Regions from separate parts of the Zea mays genome. Here region 2 is linked to region 1. Evidence: chromatin contacts called from public Hi-C data. All regions are on one chromosome and are shown on one strand. The core of a region is the stretch at or near the end of the contact, and the rest is flanking DNA. Distances in the headings are between cores, read along the strand shown. Region 1 holds the start of LOC100382366. Region 2 holds the start of LOC103645542 (inositol hexakisphosphate and diphosphoinositol-pentakisphosphate kinase VIP2).

What was found. A called contact is a pair of places that touch in the nucleus more often than the background predicts.
Region 2: a Hi-C map of leaf shows a contact between it and region 1, with 9 times the contacts expected there. The contact joins the promoter of LOC103645542 here to the promoter of LOC100382366 in region 1. A contact is called at or near these places in 12 of 25 Hi-C or Micro-C datasets (bundle sheath, ear, leaf and 3 more) and 1 of 3 datasets of contacts at active chromatin or transcription factors (seedling).

Annotation. Positions count from the first base shown.
Region 1 is chr1:268,598,319-268,604,991 of Zm-B73-REFERENCE-NAM-5.0, reverse strand. LOC100382366 reads right to left here and starts at 4,860. Exons shown (of 4, transcript NM_001175111.1): 1 at 4,136-4,860; 2 at 3,844-4,043. The coding sequence starts at 4,808. It overlaps LOC103645541 (phytoene synthase 3, chloroplastic-like), which reads left to right and starts at 5,941. Exons shown (of 2, transcript XM_008668577.2): 1 at 5,941-5,997; 2 at 6,061-6,287. The coding sequence starts at 5,941. The coding sequence ends at 6,258.
Region 2 is chr1:268,769,694-268,775,656 of Zm-B73-REFERENCE-NAM-5.0, reverse strand. LOC103645542 (inositol hexakisphosphate and diphosphoinositol-pentakisphosphate kinase VIP2) reads right to left here and starts at 2,033. Exons shown (of 30, transcript XM_020546872.2): 1 at 1,600-2,033; 2 at 1,246-1,305. The coding sequence starts at 1,668. It overlaps LOC103643827 (a long non-coding RNA gene), which reads right to left. Exons shown (of 4, transcript XR_002266510.1): 4 at 3,592-5,756.

The DNA.
Region 1 (6,673 bases), core at 3,611-6,110:
GGGTAAAGTTTTCCTTCTTGTTTTTTCCAATTTTTTAGAACTAATTAAAATGTGAGGCTTACTAAATTATCTTAAATAGCTACCATAATGTTTTCATCCCACGCATAGATTGTTCTCCTTAATGTTTACACTTTACACACAGGTTTTATTTGTCTCATTTGTAGAGCTATCAGTAGACTAAATCACATGATTACTGCAGATGCATTTTTGCACAAAAATGACATTTCCCCCCAATATATGATGGATAGGCCAGTGTGTCTGTTTTATGCAAAAACTAAGATGAGCTCTAAATTTTATGACTTCCAGTTAGTTAAGACTGATGGTGGCATTCGCATCTGACAGAAGACTTGATCAGACAATATCCTGATATAACTTTTACAACATATATACAGAAAAAATGTACTTTTTTATGAACCTGCATTTGTCTCGGTTCAGTCAGTGTCATCGAAAGGAAAAAAACATATACTAGGGATAACAACATGCCATACATATTGTTAATGCAGTAGCTATAGGTGTGAAGGGAGTTGGCATGACTGACAAATACTACCTCCGTTCACAAATATATGACACCGTTGACTTTTTTTCAAAAACTTCGACCGCTCGTCTTATTCAAAATATTTATTAAAAAATGTGAAATTTTAAGTTAAGCACAAACTACCTTAATTTGATAAAAACAAATCACAAAAAATAAATGATAACTCATTATTTTTTTGAATAACACAAGTGGTCAAAGTTTTCTAAAAAAGTCAACGGTGTCATATTTATGAACGGAGGTAGTATGAATGTCAGGACTCAGGAAATCTACAGGACAGACCAAGGAACCATTTTTTTGTAATTTGACTGAACAGAGAGAAAAGTTCTATTTAAGCTCTCATGACTTCATGGACCAAGTTTTTAAATCTATGAAACCCAGGTGTCTATGGGAAAAAACCCCAGCCTTTATTAAAAAGTTTAGCTATGTCATCATAGAAACCCCAAACTATGTCTAGGACAACATGAGATAACAGCTCCAGACACTACAATCTCATTGTCATGACATAAAATTGCTGCGGCAATGGAAACTATTATTAGTAAATTTTAAAATATCAATTTGAAAGTCAGTATCTACTGCCCAAAATAAAAGATGTAACCTAAATTTCCAACATCTAAACAAATAAGTACTACTGATTTTCCTAATAAACCCTAGAGCCTACATAGTTACATCACATTTTCTTTAGCTAAAACCTATCTGTTATGGCTTTTCAACGTCCCCATATGTATGATGATACAAAACAATATCCAAGATACTCCCTCATTCCAAAAAAGAATGACACCAGTTTGTCTGAAGTCCAACTATTTTAACTTTGACCAAGTTTATAGGAAGCTTATCAAAATTTAGGACACTAATATAGGTCCATCATAGAACTACATTTCATGATGAATCTGTTGACTCTTATTTACTAAGAAAAATAGGCATTCTTGGTCAAACTTAAGATAGTATAATTAAAGAAAATCTAGAATGTCATTCTTTCAGGGACGGAGAGAATACAGTAAAAGGTTAAAATCAACAATAGCCAGTGTTATCAGCAAGACCATTGAAAATCATAAAATCATTGTATTAAACAAAACAAGTAATGGTATGTTTTGTTCCATGACAAGATATAATGTAAAAGGAACTAGCTTCCTGTCACTAGAACAATACAAAAAGTAACATCAATGTCTTACAATACAAGTCTAATTCAGCACTAAGATCCAGCCATCCAGGATGCATGAAACAAAAACACTGACATGGTACCCCATTAATGATATGAACACCCCAAAAAACAAAAAGACCTGGTCTTAGTTCCACCACAGAATACAGATTTGTAATACTCTAAAATCAACATATTGTTCGAGGTTTTTAAAATGACGCTTAAACGCCGTTTAAGCGTCGTTTAACGATAAAACGTGATTACAGGGTAGAATGTCTGAACGTTTTAAACAAATCGCGTATAACGTCCATTAAACACGTTTAAACGTCATTTTGCGTCGTTTAAACGTTTTAGGTGTGTTTCAGACGTTTTATGTTGTTGGCCTCTCAAAGGCCCCAAAAAACTAGGTCAAGACAGCCTCTTACCTGTGCAGCGTAGCCCGCCTCCTCCTCTCGTCCAGCTCCTGCTACGCCGTCGCTCGCCTCCCTCCTCCAGCGCCGCCAGCTCTGCCCGTCCACCGCCTCGTGCCTCCCTCTTCTCCTCTGCACCCTCCATCCTCCAGCACTGCCAGGTCCGCCACCTCCACGACACTCCCCAATAGCGCCAACCGCAGACCACCTCCTCCAGCGCCCGAGCGCCCCCTCCCCTCTCCCTCCTCCAGCGCCGGCCGCCTCTAACGCCAGCACACTGCCCGCCAGCTCCTCTAGCAGCCAACGCCGTCAATAGCTGCAACCATCAGGTTCCAGACTTCCAGGGATGTTCATGCTCTTGATATTGATGAGTAGGATGATGGTTACTGATCCTAGATGCAAGGTCTAGCTTGCATGTTACATAGTTGCGATTTGGGCTCGATTAGATGGACGACTCGACTAGATAGGCTGGTCGTCCTGGTCGTCCGACTAATCGCCGATTAGGGCAACTAATCGCCCGATTACTGTTTCCTGGTCGTCCTGGCTAGGGTTTTGTTATTGGGCCATTTTCAACCCATCTACAGTATACTTTAGACTACCCTCTCCTCTCCAATGTAATACCTAGCCGTCAAACAGTGCACTACGTCTCCTACTCTCCTCTCTTGCTAGCTCGACTGTTCCAGCCCTTATTCACACTTGGTCGCCGGTGGCTGCCCCTTCAGACCTACAGCTCACCGACGGCTACATCATCAGCGGCTACACCACCCTGCCCCTTCTCATGCTCGCCTGCTGCAGTCTCCACATGCGGCGAATGTCTTAAGGTTCACCAACTGTAGTCTCCACCCTGCCCCTTCCCAAGCTCCAGCAGACCTGCACCATTGAGGAGATGAGCTCGTCATCTCAAGGTTCCTCCTGCTCTCCCCCCATCTCCCCCTTCTCCGCAGTTCTGCCAAATTAGTGGATGGTTGCTGGCTGCCCTAATCCTAAGCCTGTGCTAAGTAGTGACTTTCTAATTTATATAATGTAGTTGTATACATGTACATTTATATATATAGCTATATAAGTATAACTACTAGACTAGGACGACCAGGGAACGACTAGGACCGACTAGGAGTCGACTAATCGCCCTAGTCGTCGCCTAATCGCGACTAGTCGCCTGGTCAGTCCCAGGGATCGACCAGGCGACCAGGCGACTTGAAATCATTGGTTGCGTAGACTTGTGTGGTTGAACTTGATCTGTTTCCTTTTTATGTTATTTGTTTAAATACTCAACTTATGAGTATGAACATATTCTACCGTGTCGTTTTACGTCAAGTCTGAAAAGACATTTCAGCGTTTAAATGTTGAAATGGTGGTTCCTAACGTTTTATCGTTTTACCGCTTTAATAACCATGATATTGTTTGATTCTGAAATCATTTCTTACTCAGCACACAAAAAAAGAACAAATGAGACAAGCACACAAACTAATTTTCCATTCAACGCATTACTATTTCCAAAACATCAAAGTAACAAATCGTTTGGAAAAGAGCACAGAGATGTACTCCCTTCATTCCAAATTATGAGATGTTTGACTTTGTTTACTTTGTATCTAGACATATTGTATATGTAAGTGCATAGTAAAAGCTATGTAACAAGGAAAGGTAAAAGGTCTTATAATTTGGAATTGAGGTAGTATATTCATGTGATGTTTTGATAACCTAAACCCAAATATTACGAAAGCCAGCCAAACATTGACGAAAGCAAAATAAAAGTATGATTTCACCTTGTGTCCTTCAACAGCCTGGCTCTCCTCCACTGCTTCCGGTGCCTGAGGTGACACAACCATGCTCTCTTGCACCTGCACACCTCCAGCTCCAAAACTTGCCACTGCAGCAGCCAGATCCAATGGTGTCCTCATTTCTAGCTGCGCTGTGAAGTAGCCCGATGCCATGATCCTATCCAGCTTTGCCCTCACCCCAGCATCTACAGCCAAAAGGAAATGCAGATTAAGTTTATGTCACACTACCATACCATCTCAAAACAAAATCAAGCGCACGCCCTGTAGAAATACCCACATGTGATGGTGGAGTCAGGATGGATGGGTTCATCCGCACGGCAGAGCCAGAGGCGGGCGTGATGAGCACAAGCCTGAAGGGCGTCACGGTGCGAGACTCCGGCTGCAGCAGGAGGGCGCAACGCGGCGAGGGAGGCAAGGGCAGAAACCGCGTTCAGATCGGTCTCCGCGAGACTGTCCTCCGGATCATCCCCGACGTAGTCATAAGTGAGGCAGCTGCTCCGCTCGAGTTCGCGCGTGTAAACCAAAGAGACGAAGTCGCTTTGCTGCTTGACGTCAAAGAGGGAGCCGAAGTAGACGAGCGCAAGCAAGTCCTGGACTGACGAATCTGAGTCGGAGGAGGAAGCGGCGGAGGGGGCGGGGGCGGGGCGGGAGGAGAGCTCCTCCGCGAGGGCGGAGGCGAGCGGAGGGCGGAGGCGCTCGAGCTCGTCGATCAGAGCGGCGACGACGGGCTTGGAGCGGAGAACCTCCTCCTGCTCTCGGTTGAGCGTCTTGCCGGCGGCGAGCGACTCCTCCATCTGCGTGATTCGGTTGTACTTCTTCCGCAGTGCGCGGAGACGCTTCGATACTACGCTGAGCACCGGCCCGTCGGTGGCCTCAACAGCCATCGTAGCCGCAGCCACCGCGGAGGCGGTCGGAGCGGAGGAGGACGAGGCGGCAGGGGAGGTGGCCATGGCGGAAGGCTAGGGTTTTAGTGGCGATTTGTGACAGAAACGGGGGCTCTCGGGGAGGCGAGGAATCGAGGCGTCGGCGCGTCGGATTTATATGCCACACGGAAGGAGGTACGGCAATCGGGTCGGGGTCGCGGGTCGGTTAGGGATTTGAGGGATCTACAGGCCCTAACTATTCAATTTTAAATAGTATAAATTAATACTTTTAAATATCCGGTCACTGAATCTATATCTATACTATTTATTAAGACAGTAAATGTAGTCTGATGTTCTGCCGTTCTACGATCTCAACCATCCGTTCTACCATTCTGTAATCCCAGCCGTCCGATCCTACGTTTCAGTCTCGCTCCCTGATCCCGCACACCGGTCCCGCTCTAGATCGCGCCCCGAAACCCTCTCGCCTCGCCTGGAAACCGTCGCCCCCGACCTCCCCTCTCCTCCCCCGATTCCGGCTGCCGCCCCAGGCTCGCCCGCCCCGAAATCATCCACTGCGCCGCGCCGAAAACCTCTCCCACCGCCACCACGCCGCGCACGCCCCGGTCTTCGTCGCCCTAACCGCCCTTCCAACGATGAGATCGCTACCGAAGCGCCGCGCATCCTCCTTGCATCTTCGTCGCCCCTGCGCCACGCCGAAATCCTCGCCCACCGTGCCCTTCCATCGACGACCATGGCGGACTACCCACGCGTCGTGCGCGCCCCGCTCTTCGTGCCTGTCCTCTGGGGCCAGTGCGCTCCCCTCCTCCTCACCAGACTCTGTCGCCGCAGGTCTGGTTGCCCACCTCAACTCCGAGGAACGAGGACTCCACCATGCTCGCTCCGGAGACACCACCTTCATGTCCTCCGCTCACTGTGCCTGTCCTCGGATCCGCGACTGCCGCCCCGCTCCCCCCAAATACCAGCCGACGCAGCTTACTCCTCTGTTACCCGTGGCTGGCGCGGGGGTTTGATTCCCGGCGTTTCCTTGTGAATTCGGGGTGATTTGGGGGCCCTGGATGGCGATGATTTGAGTGGATTCAAGAGGAACAAGTGAAGGTGAAGTCCTGATCTGGACCCCCACCGTGGTATGTGCCACGAGGAAGTTGTTCTTCTCCGAGTCGGCCTACAAGGAGACCAAGCTCCACACCACGCCCCACTCATGGCTGCCCCTCGAGAGGAAGGCGCCACCGAGCTCAACCAGGAGAGCCGATGGCCGGTGAGACACACAACGCTAGCCGTTTTCAGAACCCGGTCAGATGAGTGACTGTTGCTGTTACAGGTGTGGTCTTCTCTGCTCCTGTACCGGCAGATCCTCGACGAGATCGAGGCCAACGACTACGACAACTTCACCCGGAGGGCCTACGTTCCTAAGACGAAGAAGTTGATGGCGCTGCCCAAGGCGTACCTGAGATCACTGGTGGTGCCCTCCTCCTCTTCTCAGGCTGAGAGCCGGAGACGCTATTCCACCCTAACATAGACCGGTCTCTCTCTCACTGTCGGTACATAACAGAAGCAATGAATGATCGATATGATGTACAAATTTCTGGCCAAGCTGTTTGGAGGATCCTCTAGCCTGTGTGGGAGAAGCTCTCCAAGTTCTCTGGCCATGCTGCTGGCGGCTCCTCCATGTAAGCTCTTAGTCCTTCACTTGTTTCTGGCTTGATATGTCAACATATGCTCATTCGTTTATGCTTCAATTGTGTCACGCAAGACTCAGTCTTTTAGGCACTGGTGTTGATTTGGCTGTGCAAAGTTGGCCGATTGAGATGTTCATCCTGTTTTGTTTGTGTCGCAGAGAGTCCTTGATGAAGATGTCAGAGCCGGCTGTGCTTTCGCACTTCAAGCCCGCGGACTATGTCAGCATACTGGCTCAGATACACAAGGAGCTAGAG
Region 2 (5,963 bases), core at 784-3,283, 170 kb before region 1:
ACACCTATTACACGTGTACCAGTTCGTTTCGTTTTTACTTCTTCCTCCATCGCCTTTTCTTCTTCCTTTGTGCCCGCCCCAGCCCGCTTCTGCCTCAGTCGCGCCCCCACACCGGGCCCACCCTGGTCGGCCACCTCGCCAGCCATGGCCACGCCGTGGCTGCCCCCGGCATCGTCTGGCCACGTGTTTTGGTTGTGCCCCGGCCCCATCGGCTGCACCTGCCCCAGCCCACTCCTACCCAGGCCACGCCCCACGCTAGCCCCGCTCGCGCCCACCCATTGACCCGCCCCATTCGTCCGCCTCACCGGCCATGGTCGCGTTGTGGCTGTATCCTGCGCATCATGGCCACGTGTCGTGGTTGCGCCCAGCCACACGTGTTCTCTACTTTTCGATCGGAGGAGGAAGAAAGCACATGAGACACTGACACGTGGAGCCTATTTTAAGGACAAAATAGGTAATTCCCACTAAATTGCTTTTGTGTAAATCTGGAGCTGCTGCATTAGCCAAACAATTCTCTGATAGATTAGGGTGGATGTCAAATCCACCGTAGAGCTGCTCGGTGAATACCAGATCAAGAATCACTTTTCAGCGGTGGAGCTTTACCAAACAGGCTCTTAATAGTATATGCATATGCAGTAGACCAAATCTAATGTGTAATCCTTTTCGAAAGGTTGAAAATCTTATCACGCTCTACACATCCTATGAACAATACTGGTCCACATGCACAGCTTACGGTACAACGAGTCAACGTTGGGCATATAATATCATGAGAATGAGAATGTCGACCACTCAAGTGCAAAACTTCTAATTTAATTCATGGCGGTGCTTAAACTATCAGTAAAGCAAGTTAACAGAACATACTAGTCCTCCAAAAAATATACCAAGAAGGCAAGAATCAAGTTAGCAACCATTTAATCCTCCAAAAGGAAGTACATAATCAGGGATATATATGCCATATCCAGGAATACTGGGTGCAACCGAGAAAAGCGACCATTTTGATAGGGACCACACAGTATCCGAAAAGATGCAGAATAAATTGGTATCCAGGAAGATTCACGGGTGTCTCGCATTAGAAAAAATTCAGAAGGAACGTAAGATCACGTTCAACTCGACGACATCCACCCATCTACTCATGCCACATGCAAACTTCAATCTCGCGCGGGTTTCCCACCTTTTTTTGCAAATTAATGTAACAAGGAAAGGGAAATGCAAGGTGGACGGGGCAAAAGGAAGACTCTTGCACACCTCGAATTCTCCAAACGCGCGGAGCCGCTCGAGAATCTGCTCCATTGGAGAAGAGAACGCCTGAAGAAAAGAAGAATTGAGAACTTGATCAGACGAGGACATGTTCCGGAGGCAATAACGAAGCTCCCGCATCCCGCATTCTTTGAGAAATCCAGGAGCAAGAGCCGGCCAATCGAGACGTACGCGCTGGAAATCGAGACGCACGCGCTGGAAGAGCAAGAACGCGAATGGATCAATAATCAGGAAGACAAGACAGCATCTAGCATCCATGTGTTCGCGAGAATCCGTGAACCACCAAGGAGAAGAAAACGAGAGAAAAAAAAACTCAAGAAACCAGAGAGTCAAGATCCCGACCTTCTTCTCCATGACACAGACGCCAATGGTGATCCTACCGGCGCCGCCATTACCCTCCATCACCACCATTGCGGCCCGCCCCTGTCCTGGCCTCCTCCGCCCCCGATCTGTCCCACAGCCCGCGCACGCGAATCCGACGAGATTTCCCACGATTTTGATGCCGGGAGGATAAGAGGCGTTTGGTCGGGGGAGTTCGGGAAGGGGAGGCGGCGAGAGGCGTGCGTGTTGCACACAACTCTCCCTCTCCTCTTAGCTGCGGCGGCGTTCGGGTCAGGGTACGGGATTGGCGGTCTCGTCTCGTGCGAGTGCGATGCGATGGGCGGGCGCCGAGCGGCTTCGAGCGGCGCGACGGCAGATGTGGAGCGGTTCTTATCGGCTCCAGTGTGGGCTGGGCGCTGGGGCTGTATGTGCCGACCGGGGTTGCAGTTGGAAGAATCCACGAAACATCAAGTTTGAGATCAGGAAATAGCACGCGTTCCCGATAACAGCATCAGTTTTATCAAATGAATTTCTAAGGACTAATTTTTGTCATCTATTTTATTTTATTTTCATCAATAGATTACTAAATACAGAAACCAAAACCCTCTAAATAATTCGTCACTTTAAATTTTACAAAACTTACCCATCCATTAAATCCACCAAATAAATTACACAATAATTTAACATATTAATAAAATTAAAGGTTCAAAAAATGTTAGATAATCTCATCTCCCTTGCTCCTCAATTTCAATAAACAATACTCTCTCCATTTTTCTTTAATTGAGGCTTTTTAGTTAAAAATGAACTGCACAACGTTAACTATTTTAAAATGGCGGTAGTTAGATCATTTCTCATCTCTTCCCCATGACCCCGCCACCACCAGCCTCTCTCTCTCCCCTCCCTTGCATCCTCGCCGCTTTCAACCTGTCCTCCTGCATCGCCGCCGTCATTAACCCTTCTAGAGATCATAGTGTTAGCATAGGCTATATGTTAAACACTTCATCTATATTTTTCATGCTTTCACTAGTTAGGTGCCCGTGCGTTGCGACGGCACACAATCACAGAAATAGGCTTTCGGATGTAATTATCGCTACCTTCTTTGTTCTACCAATGCAAACAAAGTCTATAGATGGGTACCAAATATGACATCATGGTGGTAATATCGAATTCCAGGTTGTTAGTATTGTTTAGAGTGTGCATCCCTCACAAAATAGCATATGAATATACACTCACAATCTCAAATCCATCTCGAATTAACAGGCGAACAAATAGATAGACATTTGAAGCATGAAGGAGATGCGAATTCACAGATACACTGAACAGGACAAGATGACATCCTTTTTATTTTATGAACTGGAAATAGTGGCGCCCAACTGTTTGACTCTTAAAAAGACAGTAAATTCGTAATGACTCATCTTTGGTACAATGCCATGCTCATTCTACATATGCTCATAGTACCTCTTCCCTTTGTCTACAAAACCAGCATTTGAAGCATGAAGGAGATGTGAATTCACAGATACACTGAACAGGACAAGATGACATCCTTTTTATTTTATGAACTGGAAATAGTGGCGCCCAACTGTTTGACTCTTAAAAAGACAGTAAATTCGTAATGACTCATCTCTGGTACAATGCCATGCTCATTCTACATCTGCTCGCTGGGAAGAAAGTAAATGCATATCTATAGTGTATTTCTCTGTGGTCAAATGCCCATGCTTTGATATCATCCACTAAACAAATGCATCTCTGTTGTCTTAGATTCTAAGGAGACTGGGGACTTAAAACCCATGACCACAGACATTTCTTTGATTGTATACACCTTTGAATTTAATAATAAGAACGATAAAGTTCCAAAACGGGATACAACGCGGGCCCATGAAGCGTACCCTTATAGTTACAGGAATCATTGACAATAGACTTAAACTAATGCAGTTACAACCAGGACTAAAAACAATTGCTAGCAGCAAAACCTTCACACTACCATGTTAAACCAATGTGCCTTTTATGAACAAATAGATGAAAAGGCTGCTCTTTTATATTTATCATAAAGACAACTCATAGAGGAACGAAGCATATGAACTACCGAATCTGAGCAAGACTATTACAAATAAAGCTGAAAATTATCTCACCTTGATTCCACAGCCTGCTGCAGATTGGAGGCACCTGCACGAATGGCTCGAGCTTCTATTGCTCCTGCAACAAGTCCTCATTTCATAATACATTTTTACCCCTATCTTCAATATAAGTAGTGGCTCCCCTGTACGTAAAAGCTCCAGCCTTAGCAGAAGCCATAGTAGAAGCTCTGACTCTCCTGCATATTCATCCACTCATATTGTTTCGGTAATCTAGTTTTTGGAATCTGTCAACAAACAAACCAAAAACATTAGGGTCTGTCAAAAAGTAACAAGACTGCCTCGATAAACAGGCCGAAATCAACGACAACAATGCAAGTTCAGACAAACAGGCAAAGTCACATAAAGCGAATGTAGCTCTTGCGTCAACCATACCATAGTGCTTATTTCGTCCGTAACCATTATGTTCATGTCACAAAATCAGCATGGCGTTCTGCCATGCATGAGTTCACAGAATAACTGATGAATAAGGGGGATCTCCACATGAGACCTTGCTCCAGGGATCTCAACTTTCATCCGTGACCACAAATAACAAAAGGGTCTGCAGTGCCAAACGGTAGTAGTAGTAGTAGTTTACAAAAAATTCGGTCTTCAACACATAGCAGGATTTCCTGGAGGATGGATCCAGCCAGTCCAGGATGTGGATGCACCTATCTCCCAGAACAGTTGTGATGGAAAAAAAAACTGAGGTCTGGGGATCATGTACAGAAATGAGGTTAGTAGTATTGTAAGGAGCTTCCTGTATCCTGTGGACATTTGTATTCGAGGTGAATTTTTTCATATCAAAGAAATTCAAGCTGTAATTTAATGATTTCTGGATCTGCTACTGCACTTGAAAACATATGCTAAGCAGCATATTTATTGACCAAAAGATAGATATCATATATATTCGCATAGTATTATCATTTTAAGTATGCCCCAAAAGATTAATAGGGCAAATAATTCATTGTTCAATTTTTTCTGCACACAGTTCTCAATCCACGTTTCACTGTTAAATAGTACAGTATGGCAGCAACCCTGTAATTTAATGATGCCACATTCTGGGTCACAAGGGCAAGATAACTCCAAGTATTTATCTAACAGAACAGGCAGGGTAGCTGGGCTACCATATCAGTTTTTATCCCTTTCAGGGCAAAAGGAAGAGGCACAAAATAGTCAAGGTCATGATGATAAGCAAATGAATACCAAGGATGCTAATTTAGTTGGATACCCACTACGTGATGAAGAGGAACATCTTGATTTCACATCCCTTTCATCCTTTGAAAGAGTAGAAGGTCATCTTAATTTTATTCCCGTGGCCAGCTACTGCAATTTACTTGAACCAGGGAAGGTGATTGGATTCACCAACTCTAATTCAGGGATTTCGTATTTGCCAGCAGGTTTTATTTTTGAATTCATGTATTTTTCTTGGTACTTAATCTGCTGAAAAATAATTTATTTATTTTTCATATCTTGTCTGGAATGATATTGGCCCATTTTGTCTGAAGCATACTCTATATTCAGGACGCTTTGCTCCAGTTGGATGTTTAAGGGAAGTTCCAGTGAGTAAACAAAAGAAATCTGTGAAGGTCCATGATGGTGGCTAGAACATTTCTAACATACTAAACAAAATTACTAACGATCCCAGCCCGGGATAATCCAAAGGCTAATCCTCAGAACCCCAAATCCTAGAAGAATAAATCAAGCACAATGGAATGCAACGCTCGAACAGAATAACTAACTGCAAAAGTCCTACTCGAACAAATCAAAGCAACCCTTTCGACGAAGCAACAGAGTGAACGAATCAAAACAAGTAATTCGATGAAGCAACTACATTAGCTAACCAATCGAAGCAATAATCCGACGAAGCAGCAGCTCGACGACGAATTTGGGTTTGGAGGAGGTCGGGATATGGCAGGACGGGTAGTACCAGTCAGGCAGTAACCGACGCGGACGCGCAGGAGGAAGGGGCGGAGGTAGAAGATGTGGAACCCATGGTCGTCGAGCTGCTGCTTCGTCCTGCGCCCCAAATCAGCAGTACGTCGTCGGTCTCCTTGATCCACCATTCTACAACAGAAATTGTAGGGGAATGGATGTGCTGATTCAACTGGTCATAGAATTTTTGTGCAGATCTCAGCATATAAGTGCATGATCTATGGCAACGCTACTGCTATTCTGCTACCTGAACCTGTCGTACTGCTACTCTTCTACTCTCTTGTGAGCGACAACCAAAGGAAGCTCGTTGCTACTACTCTACTACCTAAACCAGTCGTG